2 separate regions of the Mus musculus genome follow, and region 2 is linked to region 1. Evidence: chromatin contacts called from public HiChIP or PLAC-seq data. All regions are on one chromosome and are shown on one strand. Each heading gives the region's core, a stretch centred on a gene start, on an enhancer-like site or on the middle of the called end of the contact. The rest is flanking DNA. Distances are from core to core; before and after follow the strand shown. Region 1 holds the start of Vipas39 (VPS33B interacting protein, apical-basolateral polarity regulator, spe-39 homolog). Region 2 holds the start of Ism2 (isthmin 2).

Evidence for each region. HiChIP or PLAC-seq counts read pairs in DNA pulled down with a chosen protein or histone mark.
Region 2: a contact with region 1 is called in an H3K4me3 HiChIP or PLAC-seq map of embryonic stem cells, with 89 read pairs. The contact joins the promoter of Ism2 here to the promoter of Vipas39 in region 1. A contact is called at or near these places in 13 of 39 promoter capture datasets (the 3T3-L1 cell line, 3T3-L1-derived adipocytes, the HPC-7 cell line and 9 more), 2 of 15 datasets of contacts at CTCF or cohesin (CD8 T cells and the NIH/3T3 cell line), 5 of 484 Hi-C or Micro-C datasets (CD4 T cells, embryonic fibroblasts, embryonic stem cells and 1 more), 16 of 115 datasets of contacts at active chromatin or transcription factors (the 230-238 cell line, CD8 T cells, the HPC-7 cell line and 11 more) and 4 of 9 other capture datasets (adipose tissue, embryonic stem cells, liver and 1 more).

What each region holds. Positions count from the first base shown.
Region 1 is chr12:87,262,627-87,269,783 of GRCm38.p6, reverse strand. It overlaps Vipas39 (VPS33B interacting protein, apical-basolateral polarity regulator, spe-39 homolog), which reads left to right and starts at 3,498. Exons shown (of 20, transcript NM_001142580.1): 1 at 3,498-3,632; 2 at 5,787-5,879. The coding sequence starts at 5,787. It overlaps Ahsa1 (AHA1, activator of heat shock protein ATPase 1), which reads right to left and starts at 3,056. Exons shown (of 9, transcript NM_146036.2): 1 at 2,863-3,056; 2 at 1,439-1,629. The coding sequence starts at 2,942.
Region 2 is chr12:87,295,573-87,302,729 of GRCm38.p6, reverse strand. It overlaps Ism2 (isthmin 2), which reads left to right and starts at 3,025. Exons shown (of 6, transcript NM_001290302.1): 1 at 3,025-3,156. The coding sequence starts at 3,025. Gm51956 (a long non-coding RNA gene) reads right to left here and starts at 3,653. Exons shown (of 4, transcript XR_003950111.1): 1 at 3,379-3,653; 2 at 2,482-3,285; 3 at 2,214-2,387; 4 at 1,425-1,912.

The DNA.
Region 1 (7,157 bases), core at 2,249-4,748:
ACTCTGGGAATGCCACGTGCCAGAAGCAATCACTGGCACCCCTAATGTCTTTCCTCACCCCACAGTGGAGTGAGAGCTGTTATGACTTATTATAGCATGGCACTGGCAGTAGCTCAGGTCCCCCGAGCCTGTCTGGGTAGCCACTAGCATTGGTTGTTAGAACACCTGCCATGGAGAATTTGATTGTGGCCACTCTGCATTTGCTTCTGTGTGAGTTTATAATTTAGAAGTAAGATGTGAACATAGAAAACTATGTGACATCTGTCACTGTCCTATCTCTGCCATCTGTCAGGTAAGGTGCCATCGGTATGTGCTGATCCCTCTGCCTTAGATGGACCCGTTCTGTGATCTCACAAGGGCCCTCAAGCTACAACCCCTGACGGCCAAAACACAACACTTCAAGCTTCTTTCAGGAAAAAACCACCCACCATCCTGATTACAGTATGAATGTATTTCATACTCAGCACATGTATAAAACTCTGGTATTAAGTTTTAGTTTCTAGATTTCATTTTAATTACGTGTGCATGTGTGTGGAGGTTGGGGGGACACACATATGCAAGTGCCCTCAGAGGTCAGAGCCTTCTCATGTTGGAGTTATAAATGGGTGCTGGGAACTGAACTCCAATCTCTGGTCCCCGATTTCTTTAAAGACATTTTTGGATGGAGGACTTCTCTCCCTCTCCCCCTAGAGTTCACCGCCATTTTCCTATCTTCAGTTTCCCAAGTGGTGGGACTATAGGTATGTGTTAACAACATCTAATGGGTACCTGATCAATTCTATCCTATCAACCCTGTGGGTTGTTTTTTTTTTTTTTCTTTCTAAATTGAGTAACTGTTGTTGCATAGTGGACTAAGTTTTAGGGTACATGTTAACTATGACAAAACTCACTCTGTGTCTGTACGCCTCAGTTTTTCAGTGTATTATATAAAAAGGAGACTAGACAAGATATATATAGTTCCTTCTAGGTAACAATACTTCAGATATACATTGAAAAAGCAAAAATTATAGACAGATCTATCTACTTTCATCTTTACTACTCACTTGGGAAATATTCCATTCAGCCCAATTCTCCCCCCTAGGGGTATTACAGAAGGGACATTAAATTATAAGATGGTAAAACAGCCCCAAATCAGATGTATAATTAGCTATGATAGTACAGTGATATAAGATTTGCACTGGAAGTAGAAAGTGATTGAAGCTAAAAGAAACATCCCCCCCTTTTAAAAATCATTCATTCATGAGACAAATGATGGAACTGACGAGATCAAGCAGATAAATTCATTTGGCGTCCCACTGAGTGCCCAATGCCGCTTGCCTTCAAAGCAACACCGTCTTCTCTCTTCAAGAGTTTGTCAGTGCTCAGAACCTCTCCAGCAAGGATCAGAGCTATGGCAACGGGGCTATAACCTCTTCCCTGGCAGCCTGGCAGGCCTTACCTGTCCAGTTCAGTTTGATGGTCCACTCATAGAAGAAGATAAGTTTGCCTTTCCTGTTGTTGATGGATGCCTCCCCATCAAGCTTGTTCACTTCGGTCACCTCGCACTTGCCCTCTTCATTTTCTACTCGAACGGCCAGGAACAGGGTTTTCAGTTTCTCTGTGGACCAATTTGAAGCATCTCTCTCTGTCCTGCAAGACAGAAGCAGCGCTAAGGGCTGGCAGTCAAGAGGAGAACGCACTGTTTCATTCAGCAGGTGACTGCAAGGTTAAAGGAGGCAGAAAACAACCCAACCCTCTCAATTCTACCCTAGAATGTCCACAAACATGCTACTTTTAGGAATCCAAAGGGGTGGCGAGTTGTCAACAAAGAGAGGTGCTGTGCAAACCAAGTTAATACTTTCCAGTCTTAGCACAATGAGCCTTGACCGTTAAAATGGCGCCCCCATTTGGCCAAGAAGAAAGATGTGACCATACTGCTTAAGTCAGGAGAGCAAAGACAAGCAAGCATTTTTGCTAAGAACTTCAGTTTAAAAAAACAAAACAAACCAACAATAATGCTAGCCTCATTAACAGTGTTGTGTCCCGTTCAGTGTTCAAACTTTGCCCTACACATCCTACATCCTCTAGACAGTGTCACAAAGTCCACAAGAAAAATTACATCAAGTAGAATGTTAAAAAGAGACAGGTTGAAGGGGGAAAAAAAAGACGGTAAAAATCAATTCTTTGCCCTTCTAGTACAGCTATTTAAAAATCAAAAAGCTATAACTGAGGAAAAAAAATATAATGTCTGTAAAGTTCAGTGGCACTCCAAATAACTTTGTTTCCAGAAGATTTCTGAGAGATGAGGCAGCTTCCAAGACCGGTTAGGCTGTAAAATCATGACTGCCGGGCAACCTGGAGTTGTTACAACAGAACTTAACAGTTCCGGGTAGGAGACTGCATTGCGTTCAGCATCCCGAAGCTCCAAGTGCCCTGCAGATCACGTTCCAAAGCTTCTCACGCTGGACTGAGGCAGTAGTCCCCTATGACTTTTGCTTTCACTGTAACCCGCAAACCAACAACTACCGCGCCTGGAGCTCTCGAATTCCCCAGCAGACTCCCAACACAATCGGCAGGGGTCTGGATCTCAAGGACGCCTGCGGCCACGTGTAGGAAGTATCACCCGGCTCAGGCTGGATGCAGCAACTAGGGCACTCTGTTCTCGCTCTGAAATTCCTCCTTGGGGACTCAGCAGTCCATGTCGAACCCATCGCCCCTAAGACTGTGATGGTGGCGAGGGATGGAGGGGACCCCTGCTACAGAAAGGACTCACGCCCAACCCCAGGCCAGGGTTACTTGGGTCCCGTACTCGCCAAGGTCCCAGACACCTCCAACCCCTAGCCTGTTAACAGTGCTCCTGCGGCCTGTCTTGCTGGCCCATACCAGTGCCAGTTGTTGACGTTGGTGGCGTCCGCCCGCTCCTCCACGATCCAGCGTGGGTCTCCCTCACCCCACTTGGCCATCAGCTCACTTATCGCACCGCTACCAGCTCCCAAGCAGCCGCAGCCACAGCCTGAGGACCGCTCGGTCCCAGCCGCCTGGCAGCGCCTGGAAACTACTAGAAGCAGCACAGCACCTCCTGGCTTGCTTTTCCCTCCACCCCAACCCCCTCCCAGCCTTAACTTCCGGCTCCTCCTCGCTCTTACCGGGTACTTCCGTTCCAGCTCGCCGAGCCGTAGGTTCCGTAACTTCTGGCGTTCCTTCCAGCTCTCTCAGTTTATCTTAAAAGCTCTTAAGTCTAGGCCCTCAAGATCCTAATCCCCACCGGCTAGGACACAAAATATTCCTCTCATTGTCTCCTTGGGCCCTAAACCGACCTTGCTGAGCCTGATGGGAGTTGTAGTCTTTAAACCAACCCTTCCGATAACTGCGGAAGGTCATGCTGAAAGTAAAGGAAATGACCTAGCACTATGCGCTAGTATTTCTGGGAATGCTAGTCCAGAAGCCTCGCGGCCCGCAGGGAGGACGAAAGAATGATAGAGGTTATGGAACTACAACTTCCAGGATGCTTTGCGGGTATTCCTTTCACCTTCTTCAGACTCTTCTCCGCTGTCCCCTTCTGCTCTTCTCTATGCCTCACAGCCTGTTTAGAAAGGCTGGTCCAGCGGCTGAGCCTGGCGCTGTCCTGAGAAGGAGCGCTCGGTGTGGAAGAGGTGAGGGTGTCCCAAGCCCCTGTCTAGGCCTCGTGTCTAGGTGAACCCACCCTCTCCGCACCCTTTTCTTTCCCTGTCTTTTCTGAGGCATCCTTACACTCTCACTCCGACCTTCTTCTGTCGGGACCACTCTTGGGAGCTCCGAGATGGGGCTTTCCAGCAAGCCTCAAAGCAGCTTACTCAACATTTGGTTCTGAATATGTCTTCTCAGGCACCCTCTAGGCTCTGGTGTTTGTGGTAGATGCGTGGTTTCCTGGACCTTGCTCCTGTAATCCAATCTCTCAGGTCTTTGTTCTCAAACATCGCCTTAAAAACCTAGCTTAACTTCCAGTAGCTGGTTTCTACAGTACCCTGAGGCAAGGAACCTCTTGGTTGTAGGGTTTTGGTTTTTGGTTTTGTTTTGTTTTGTGTTTTAAACGGGTCCTGTTTTCCCTATGTCGTGTTCCCGTCCTCTCGCATCTGTCCCCCTATCCATGTCAGACTGTCAGTGTACAGGTGACGATAAGATCAAATCTCGGAAGCATTTTAAATCACGTTGAAGCCCGCTTTCCTTTGAGCATTCTTAGAGTTATAAATTGTTACCATTTTACTTACCACGTAAATCACGGTCTCTTTTGTCACTCGAAATACAATGTATCCACTACTGTAAAAAGAGTCTTAAGAATTCTTGGTGAAGTACTAAGTTTGTTAGACATATTCTCTACCTATTTCTAGTTACCATTGTAAAGATCTGTCTAGTTTTCCCAAAAGTGAAAAAAGAAAAGAAAGAGTCTAGGATCCAAAAACCCTGGATTGTAGTTTGGAGTAGAAGTGATTTAGTAAAGTTGTGATGTTTACTGCTTCTGAGCTTTGTTCCCCTGGTCGGTGGGAATCTCCCAGGCTTACCTTTCAGGATCGTTGTGAATGACAAATGAATGACAGTTATTTATGAATTTGCACACATGTTAGAGACATGTTTATGTTCTGTACACATCTTCATGATTTGTGGCCTGGTTTAGAATTTCTTTTAATATTTAAGATTGCTTTTTACAAAAATTTTGGAGGCTGGGAATATAGTTCAGTGGTAGAGTGCTTGTCTAAAACGTGGGAGGCCCGAAGCTCAGTTCCCAGAACTGCAGAAAACAAAATTCTCTTGTTTTATCTAAGGTAGCATTAAGATTAGGTAAACACTTTGCATATATTATCTAGTGGCAGACTAACTGCTATATCAAATACTAACGGGATGTAACCTTACATGTTTATTTTCTGCCAAGCACTTTGTTAGGCTTTCTAACACTATTTATCCTTCACTATTAGCCAGTAAGGCAAGATTGCATTTCTCCAAGGCTTAGAAATGAGCCATTTACCTTTTGACTTCAAGGCCCAGTAAGTGGCCAGGTGCTGTGGAAATCTTGGTACTTATTGGGTTAAACTACAATTTTTACTCTTCCACAGCTTAATTTGAAAAACGTGTTTTGTTTTGCAGAACAATACCTAACTTTGGAGCAGTCATGAGAATAATGTGGGATCTTTTAGCTAATATATATTTTCTTGGTCATGATCTCAGAAGTTGGCCCCATAATTAGCCAAATGATTCATAAAATGATCATGAGTTGATGATACAGGCAAGATAATTCTGCTTTTAATTGCTTTCCTTTCTTTTATGTCAGGCATTTAAAGAACATACTGGAAGAGAGGGACATTTGTTGGCTGTAGTCAGCTGTAGTGTTCCCAGAGCTTAGAAGCACAACTCAGAGGTGGCACTCCCTAAATATATGATAATACATGAATTTGCTTATTCTGTTTGGGGTGAGTGTTGGCTGATTTTTGTGTGTTCAGCAAAATTATGATGAATCCTTACAACATTTGCCTCTCGAATAGTATCCCCTTTGTTTTGGTACCCTAGTTCTAATGAGATCCTTCAGAAGGGAGACTATAACTTGCACTTTTCATAGTTACTATAACATCTGAGTACTTGAATACAGTAGAGGTTCTAGGAATGAATGTTTGTGGCTAATTGGAATATCTAACATGATCTGATAAGCTGGAAACCCAAGGATCTGACTTAGCATGGCAGGTACTTTACAGATTCCTTTCTACGTCCCTTATTTCTGGGAACTGTTTGTAGTGGAACACTTTTTTTGAGAGACTGCACCTGTCTTCCTTTCCCTCCAGATGAACCGGACAAAAGGTGATGAGGAGGAATATTGGAACAGCTCCAAGTTCAAGGCTTTCACTTTTGATGATGAAGATGATGAGCTCTCACAGGTAGGTTTCCACAAGTGTTAAGTAAGGGTCATACCATACTCTTGGATGCGTCTCGAAAAGTTTCTTCTCATCTCCAGTAGGCTCGTAATGTTAGGTCAGATCTTCAGAAGAGCCTGTGTATCAGTCAGATTTTTATCATTATCTGAAATACCCAAGGTAATCAACTGGTCCAGAGAAAAGCCTTACTTTGGCTCTGTTTTGTTTGTTTGTTTGTTTGTTTGTTTGTTTGTTATTAGATATTTTCTTTATTTACATTTCAAATATCCCCTTTCCTAGTTTCCTCTCCTAAAGTCCCCATACCCTCCCCCGGCCCTGCTCCCCAACCCACCCACTCCCTCTTTTGGCTCTGTTTTGTTTGTTTGTTTTTTTGTTTTGTTTTTTGTTTTGTTTTTGTTTTTCGATACAGGGTTTCTCTGTATAGCCCTGGTTGTCCTGGAACTCACTTTGTAGACCAGGCTGTCCTGGAACTCAGAAATCTGCCTGCCTCTGCCTCCCAAGTGCTGGGATCAAAGGCGTGCACCACCACCGCCCGGCTTTGGCTCTGTTTTTAAGGTTCTAGATTGTGGTTGATTAGCCCTGTTGTTTTGGACCTGGGATAAATAGCACTTCTTGGTGCATTCACATGATAGAACAAAACAGTTTACCGTGTGTCCAGAAAGCAAAGAGGAGTAGGACATGGCAGGGTCCCACAGTCTCCTTTAAAAATACCCTTCCCATGGCCCAAGAAGCTCCTACTGGGCTCCACTTCTCAGGTTCTACTGCCTCCTCCTAGGGCTACCCTGAAGCCTGAATTTTAAACATACAGCCCTTTGGGGGACATTCCAAATCCAGACTATATAGTGGCCTGTGAAATGGCTCACCAATAAAGGTTCTTGCCATGATCCTGGTGATCTGGATTTAGTCTCCTGAACAGACTCCAGAAAGTTGTCTTGCTTACTTAGGTTTCTGTTGCTGAGACAAATATGATGACCAACAGGGATTTGGGGAGGAAGTGGTTTATTTCATCTTATGACTCTGGTTCCATTCCATCACTGAGGGAAGTCAGGGCAGGCACCTAGAAGCAGAAACTGAAGCAGAGAAGTGCTGCTTCCTGGCTTGCTCATCCTGCTTTCTTATAGCACCCAGGACCACCAGCTCAGAGGGGTAGTGCTGCCCACAGGCCAGTGTGGTGAGGACATTTTCTCAATTGAGGTTTCCTTTCCCAAGCACCTCTAGCTTTTGTCAAATTGACTTAAAACTAGCCAGCACTACCTGTGGCCTCCCCTCTTGTGCAGTGGA
Region 2 (7,157 bases), core at 1,776-4,275, 33 kb before region 1:
CTTCAGGTAGACAGCAACTGAATTTCTATGAGACAAGACAGAATTAACTTTCCCACAGACAAGTCATTTTTTCTTTATTATTGATTACAACATGTAGCAGTATAGCTCAAAGACAATGGAAGACTAATATTGGGTCACGAGAAGAACAGTAAGGATAAACTGCCAGTGGACAGTGCAGGGTTTCTCACAAATTTTTGTCCCTTCAGAATTCTCATGTATTTTTTTTTTTTCTTCATATAGCCCAGAGAAAAATCAAGAGGTTCTATGCCTCAGCTATGGTCACATTTTAAAAACACACACATCCATGTTACTTGGGGCATGGGTAGATGTCAGAGGACAATTTATGGGAGTTGGTTGTCTCCTTTGGATACATGGATTCCAGGCATGGAACTCAGGTGGTTGACAGCAAGTGCCTTTACCAGCTGAGCCATCTCACTGGCCCACATAAATCTATACGTTTATTAAAACTCACTGAGTCATACAGTTAAAATGGATAATTGCTTTAAATTTTATCCATTTGCCTGCATGTATGTCTGTGTACCCCGTGCACGCCTAGTGCCCATCTAAGGCCAGAAGTGGGTACCAGATTTCCTAAGATTGGACTTCCAGATGGTTGTATTAGTTAATTTTCTGTTGCTGTGATCAAATACCATAGCCAACTTATAGAAGAGTTTATTTGGAGCTTGCAGTTTCAGAGGGATAAGAGTGCATCACCATCCTGGCGGGGCACATAGCAGAACACAGGCCGGCTTGGTGCTGCAGCAGCCACTGAGAGATCACATCCCAACCCACAAACAGGAATCTGAGAACACACTGGGAAAGCCTTGAATCTTTTGAAATCTCAAAGACTAACTCTTCCCAATTCTTCCCAAACAGTTCCACCAACTGAGGGCCAACTATTCAAAGGTGTTTATGGGAACCAATCTCACTCGATCCACTGTAGACCCAGGCATGGTGACCAATGCCTTCAATCTTTGCACTAGAGGTATAGAGTAGGGAGGAGGAGTGTATCTGTGAGTTCCAGGACAGCCAGAGCTACATAGTGGGACCCTATCTCAAAAATTAAATGAATAAACAAAATTTTAAAAAATAAACCACTACAACTGTGGGTGTTGGTAAAGACCGCCAGCACTCTTAACCACTGACTAGCCACTCCAACCCCTAAAAAATGGATATGGTTTATGACATTTGAACTGTGCCTTAATGAAATTGGTCAAAATTAGAAAAGATATAAGTTTCATGGCAGTGAATGGTGGGAGTGATATGAGGTCAGAAGTGGGTCCAACAGAGCCCGTTTGGGTATTCAGACAGTCCAGACTAGGGGGCGTAGCTTGGAGAGGAGAGGGCGTGGCTTGGAGTGGAGTAGCAGTTATTGACATGGAAACAGAATGAATGAATGAATGAATGAATGCCCAACAAGCTCATTATCTTCAAAGTCACTTTTAATCTGGTAAAAAGTGTCAAAAGTATGGCTAAAATATTGGCGGTAGATGTGAAAATATTTATACCAAAAAGAAAAAAAAAAAAAAGAGGGGGCTGGAGAGATGGCTCAGTGGCTGCTCTTCCAGAGATCCGGAGTTCAATTCCCAGCAACCACATGGTGGCTCACAACCATCTGTAATGGGATCCAGTGTCTTCCTCTGTTGTGTGTCTGAAGACATCGACAGTATACGCATATACATAAAATAAATAAACTTTTTTTTTTAAATGTAAAGCTTAACCTTTAGTCCGGTGAATTCAGCTTAATTTAGAAGCCGCTCCCTGGCTAAAATTCTGTTCTCGGTGTTTATCACGTACCAGGCAGCCATCTTCTTAATTTGGATCATGCGAAACTGCCAATATTCAACCCCTTTGACAGGACCCCACAAGCAGGCTGTCACCCAATGCAATGCGTCACCATTCAATTCTGCTGCTGTGGAGAGCAGGGGTAATTTCAAAACAAGACCAAGTAAAAGCAAAACAAAACAAAACCCAGCGCAGCTCTGAGATTTCCACTCTACTTCAGGCACCCCTGAGCAGTCGTAGACCACAGCTTGGTCATAATAGCCACCCTCTCCACTGCCCCCAGGTTCGCTTCCAGGCTCCCTCCTCCCGCCATCCCAGGTAGGTATCACCTTGATTTCATTCTCTCCTATTCTCATCCTACCACCTGGTCTAAGCCACTGCTCCGGAATTCTAGTTGCCCAAAGGTCGCCGTTCAGTGAGTGGCTTACTGTGAAGATCCAACCCGAAGGTCTGGCCGAAAGGGCTGGGCTGTCCTAAGGATCAGCGACACCAGCTGCAGGACGGATCCTCCGACCCCTGCACTCAGGCTTACCCCACCACAGCACACCCGCTGTTCTGGGACTGTGGCTTGTGTGGTCTCCTGGGTCTGACAGTCCTAAAAGCTGAAAGGGGATCGGGAGCTGGGACCGCAATGTGGCGGCGGGCTCCTCATCCCAGGCGACGCTGTTGAACTTCCAAAGTCCCTCGCAAACCTACCTGGCTGCACGCACACTTTTGCCTAAGTTCCAAAGTCTCCCACCGCTCGCCGCCGGTCAGTCGCGCGTCCCTGCCTGTGAGGCCCGGGCTAGTTTGGGAGGCTGTCGCCCGCGCTGTCGAGGAGCGCTCCTGTGGCGCCGCAGCCTTCTCGCCCCTCAGCAGCCCCTCGTGGGACCGCAACTTTCCCGGGACAGGAATTCGCTTGGGGCCGCGACGGCGACAGTGGCGGGGACTGAGGGCGGGGTGGCCGCCAGATCAAAGGAGCCGCCCCGCGGAGCCCGGACGAGTCCCCGAGCGCCGAGGGGCCCCTTGGGGAGGGCGAAGGGGGGTAGAGAGACATGGGGCCACTGACCTCGCTCGCAGACCCCTGCTCACCGGCGGCGCGCACCCGAGCGCGCGCTCCCGCCGCTCCTCGCGAGGTCCCCGCGCGACTGGACGGAGCCTGCGCCGCAGCCCGCGCTCCCGCCCCAGGAGGAGGCGAGGCGGGGCGCGAACGCGCTCCCGAGCCCCGCGGCTCTGGCAGAGCAGCCTGGAAGGGACACGATGCGGCCACCGCCCAGCCGAGCACGGTTCCCGCGCGCCTTGATGCTGCTGGCCGCCCTGCTGGCCACTGGCCGAGGGCTCCCACTGAGGAAGCGAGGTCCCGGGCCCCACGGCCACTCGAGGATGGCGGAGGTGAGTGATGAGCGGGACTGGAGGGACGGAGCAGGGTGGGCACTGGACGATGGCCAGGAGCACTGAGCCCGCAGGAGTTTACACTCTCCACGCGTGGCCGCGAGCCCTGGTGGCGCCGTAACGTACTGGCTGCAGAGGGAAAAGTTGACTGTGGTGCCTGCTCCGCGGTGGCCCGGCTTCTTGGGTCCTACCCACCCCTTCCTCGCCCTGAGCGAACATCACCTGCAGCAGCACACCCCTGAAAAGCCACCCTGGAGCGGAGAGAGGAGATTCCAGGGCTCTGTGGAGTGGTGGCCTGGGGCTACCGACTTGGGCTAAGTGATTCTCTTGAAGCAGCCCCTAAATACTAACCAACCAAGGATTCGAGTTTTCCATTGGGAGTTGAGGCAGGCTGAGGGAGTTAAGGGCGTTCTGCACCTTGCTGGGTGTAGGCTGTCAGCCAGCATTTCTTCAAAGAATGTGTGTCCTGAGATAGAAGAGCATGGCGAAAGAGTGCTGGCTGTGTTAGAAACAGTGTTTCAGTCACCAATCACTGCGGTCTAGCCTTATGCTCTCCTTTCACAGTTTTAGTGGCTATTCCCCGTTCCTGTCCCCATTTCCATGGAGGCTTGTTTGTAATGCAAGAGCCAGCCTGATGTGTAGTCCTCCTCCTCCTCCTTCTTTTCGAGACAGGGTTTCTCTATGTAGCCCTAGCTGTCCTGGAACTCACTCTGTAGACCAGGCTGGCCTCAAACTCAGAAATCCACCTGCCTCTGCCTCCCAAGTGAAGGGATTAAAGGCGTGTGTCACCACTGCCCAGCTGATGGGCTCTTCTTGCCTGGAGCTGTTCTGGAGGAAGACTCCTATTTCCGAAATGGGGAAACTGAGGGGCCAGGACCTATAGGAAACAAGAGATGCTAAATGCATGACTTGGACCGGAGTTTGGGCTATATTGTTAGAGCCCAGACTCCCAGAGCCCTTCAGAGGATGGGAAGGCTCCCTTAAGTTTACATCCCTTAAATATCACAAACCATTGTCACCTCTAAGACATTTTTTTTTCTCCTCAAGTTCCCAGCTTTCCCCAGTAGGAATGTATCCTGTTAATTATAGGGCTGTAATAGGGCTGCCTTCATTCTGGGGCCTGGAATTTGTAGTCCTGGGGGCAGCTGTCTCTTGCTTTGCAAGAAGCCTATCACTGTTCCTAGGCACTGCCATAGGGCCAGATGCTGCCAGATGTTTCCTGAGGGGCACACATCTACTTGGCCATTGTTGAGAAACACGGACATGGACAAATACAGGGATTTCTGACCTGGATGTACCTGGATTTCTAGCATTCAGGCATTTGAAGCAAGACACCTTGTTCGAGGCCATCCAATATGTGCCATGTAGGATCTGGGGCTAGTCTGAGCTACATAGCCACATTTGTCTCAAAGAAAAAGGAAAACAAAACAAAACAAAACAATGAAATAACTAGAAACAACTACCATAGCAACAACGACAAAACAAACACCCAAAAATCAGAGTCTAGCTGCTAACCTAAGGATAATGATAGTGGTCAAATTAAATTGGTTTGGTAGGGCATGGTGACACAGGCTTGTAATCCCAGCACTGGGGAGATTTAGGCATAAGGACAAGAAGCACGAGGTCACTGTCAACTACACCAAGTTTGAGGTGGCACACGCCTTTAATCCCAGCACTGGGGGGGGGGGGGGGGGGGCAGAGCCAGGCGGATTTCTGAGTTCGAAGCCAGCCTGGTCTACAAAGTGAGTTCCAGGACAGCCAGGGCTATACAGAGAAGCCCTGTCTCGAAAAACCAAACAACCACCCAAACACCCAAAAAAAAAAAAAAAAAAAAAAAAAAATTGACTTCATTTCTGTTCACTTGGCATTAATATTTATTTTAGCACTCGTCACTGTGTGTTGTAATTATTTTTAGTATGTTTTAGTATGAGAGAAAAAGTTACTTTAGAGTCAGAATTGTGTCCTTAGGCCCAGGATGGAACTTGGCTGAGAACCTGGCTGAACCCTAAAAAAATTATCTAAACATAGCTGGACACAGGGGCACACACCTTTAATCAAAGCGCTCAGGAGGCAGAGACAGGCAGATATCTTTGGGTCCCAGGCTAGCTAGGGCTACATAGTGAAACCTTGCCTCAAAACAATAGCAAAAAACATAAACACAAATTAGTGCCTGAAATTAAAAAATAAACTTGATGCTCAGGGCCTATGGGGCTGACCCAGATTGTCACTAAGCGTATGACTTAGCTACTTTCTTCACACTTAAAAAAGGGAGCTTGCCTGGCAGTGGTGGCACACGCCTTTAATCCCAGCACTTGGGAGGCAGAGACAGGCAGATTTCTGAGTTCGAGGCCAGCCTGGTCTATAGAGTGAGTGCCAGGACAGCCAGGGCTACACAGAGAAGTCCTGTCTCAAAAGGGGGGAGGGGGGGCGCTAGCCAGTTATGGCTGTGCATACCTGAAATCCTAGCACTCAGGATATGAAGGCATTGCCTCAAATTCAAAGCCAACTTGGTTTGTATAGCAAGTCCTAGGCCAACTAGGGCTACATAATGAGAACCTGTCTGAAAAAAAATACCAAAATATGCCAAACAGTGAGGGTGCATGGCTTTAATTCTAGTACTCGGGAGGCAGAGGCAAAGTGAGTTCCAGGATGAAAAAAACTAATAGGCCTGGAGAGATGACTCAGTTAAGAGCACCGACTGCTCTTCCAGAGGTCCTGAGTTCAATTCCCAACAACCACATGGTGACTCACAACCATCTGTAATAGGATCCGATGCCTTCTTCTGGTGTGTGTGAAGAGAACTACAGTGTACTCATATACATAAAACAATAAATCTTTAAAAAAACCTATTAAATAAATAAATAAAATCAAAAGTAAATAATTGAACCGTAGGGACTGCATGGATATGTTTCCAAAATCTGTAATTTCAGGTCAAGAATTCTATTGAGAAAATGCAGACAGCTATCCCTGGGACCAGGATGCTAAGTCAGAAATAACTGACCCACCCAACAACCTAGCTCCTTAGTGGATCTATAAAAGCAAAAAGTGTAATCCCACAATTAAGCTGAAGCAAGGGAACCATGAATTCAATGTTATTCCTGGCTATGTGGCAAGATCCCCTGTCTACAACAACAAAAAACAAATCAAAGAGATTTTAGACATAGATGGGAACAAGGTAGGCCTCGGAGAGCTGTTCCAGAAAGGTTTGCACGTCCTCACGTGTATGTCCCAGGCTGCTTATCTGATGTTGACCAGATGTCACAATGCCAGCTGTTGCCAATTTGGTTTCCGTGCCTGCCTGCATCAGCTTGTTTTGTATGTGTTGTTATTTCTGGGGGTGGGGTGGGGGTGGGGGTGGGAGGTTGCCTTTTGAGACAAGCTTTTACCCCAAAGTCTAGGCTGGCCTGGAGCTCACTAGATAGCTCAGGCTAGCCTTGAACTCAGGACAGTCCTTCCCCAGCCTCCTGACCGCTGGGATCACAGGTGTAGGCCACCACACCTGGCTTCCCTGGCCATGGTTGAGAAACCTGACTCCTGACAAATCGAGGCCCTTGAGGCAGATGTGGTTGAACATCCCTGTTGAACATTCCAACACTGAGAAGAATCAGCAACTCTGTGAACCAAATGTGTCACCTTTGACTCCAGAAGGCCTGACACTGAGCCTCAGTTTACATCCACAGTAAAATGGGTTCAAGAATCCGTTTTTGTGAACTGTAGTGCTGAGTAAGAAACCTTTGGACTCAAAGTTATAATCATTTCCAAGGGCAGAAGCCAAATGTGTTGAGAGGTAGGCACAGTATGACAAAGCTCTACCCCCTGTCCCATTGAGACAAAATGTCTCCTGGACACCCACAGAGCTTGGCCTCTCTTGGGTGTTATTTAATTCTCAGGTAGCAATGCAGAAATGAATAGTGGGGTCCAATAACACCCAGGATTCAAACTCAACTTTGTGCCCTTAGGTGCCTTACCTCGGCACCCATTGGCTATGCCTGGCAAGATGT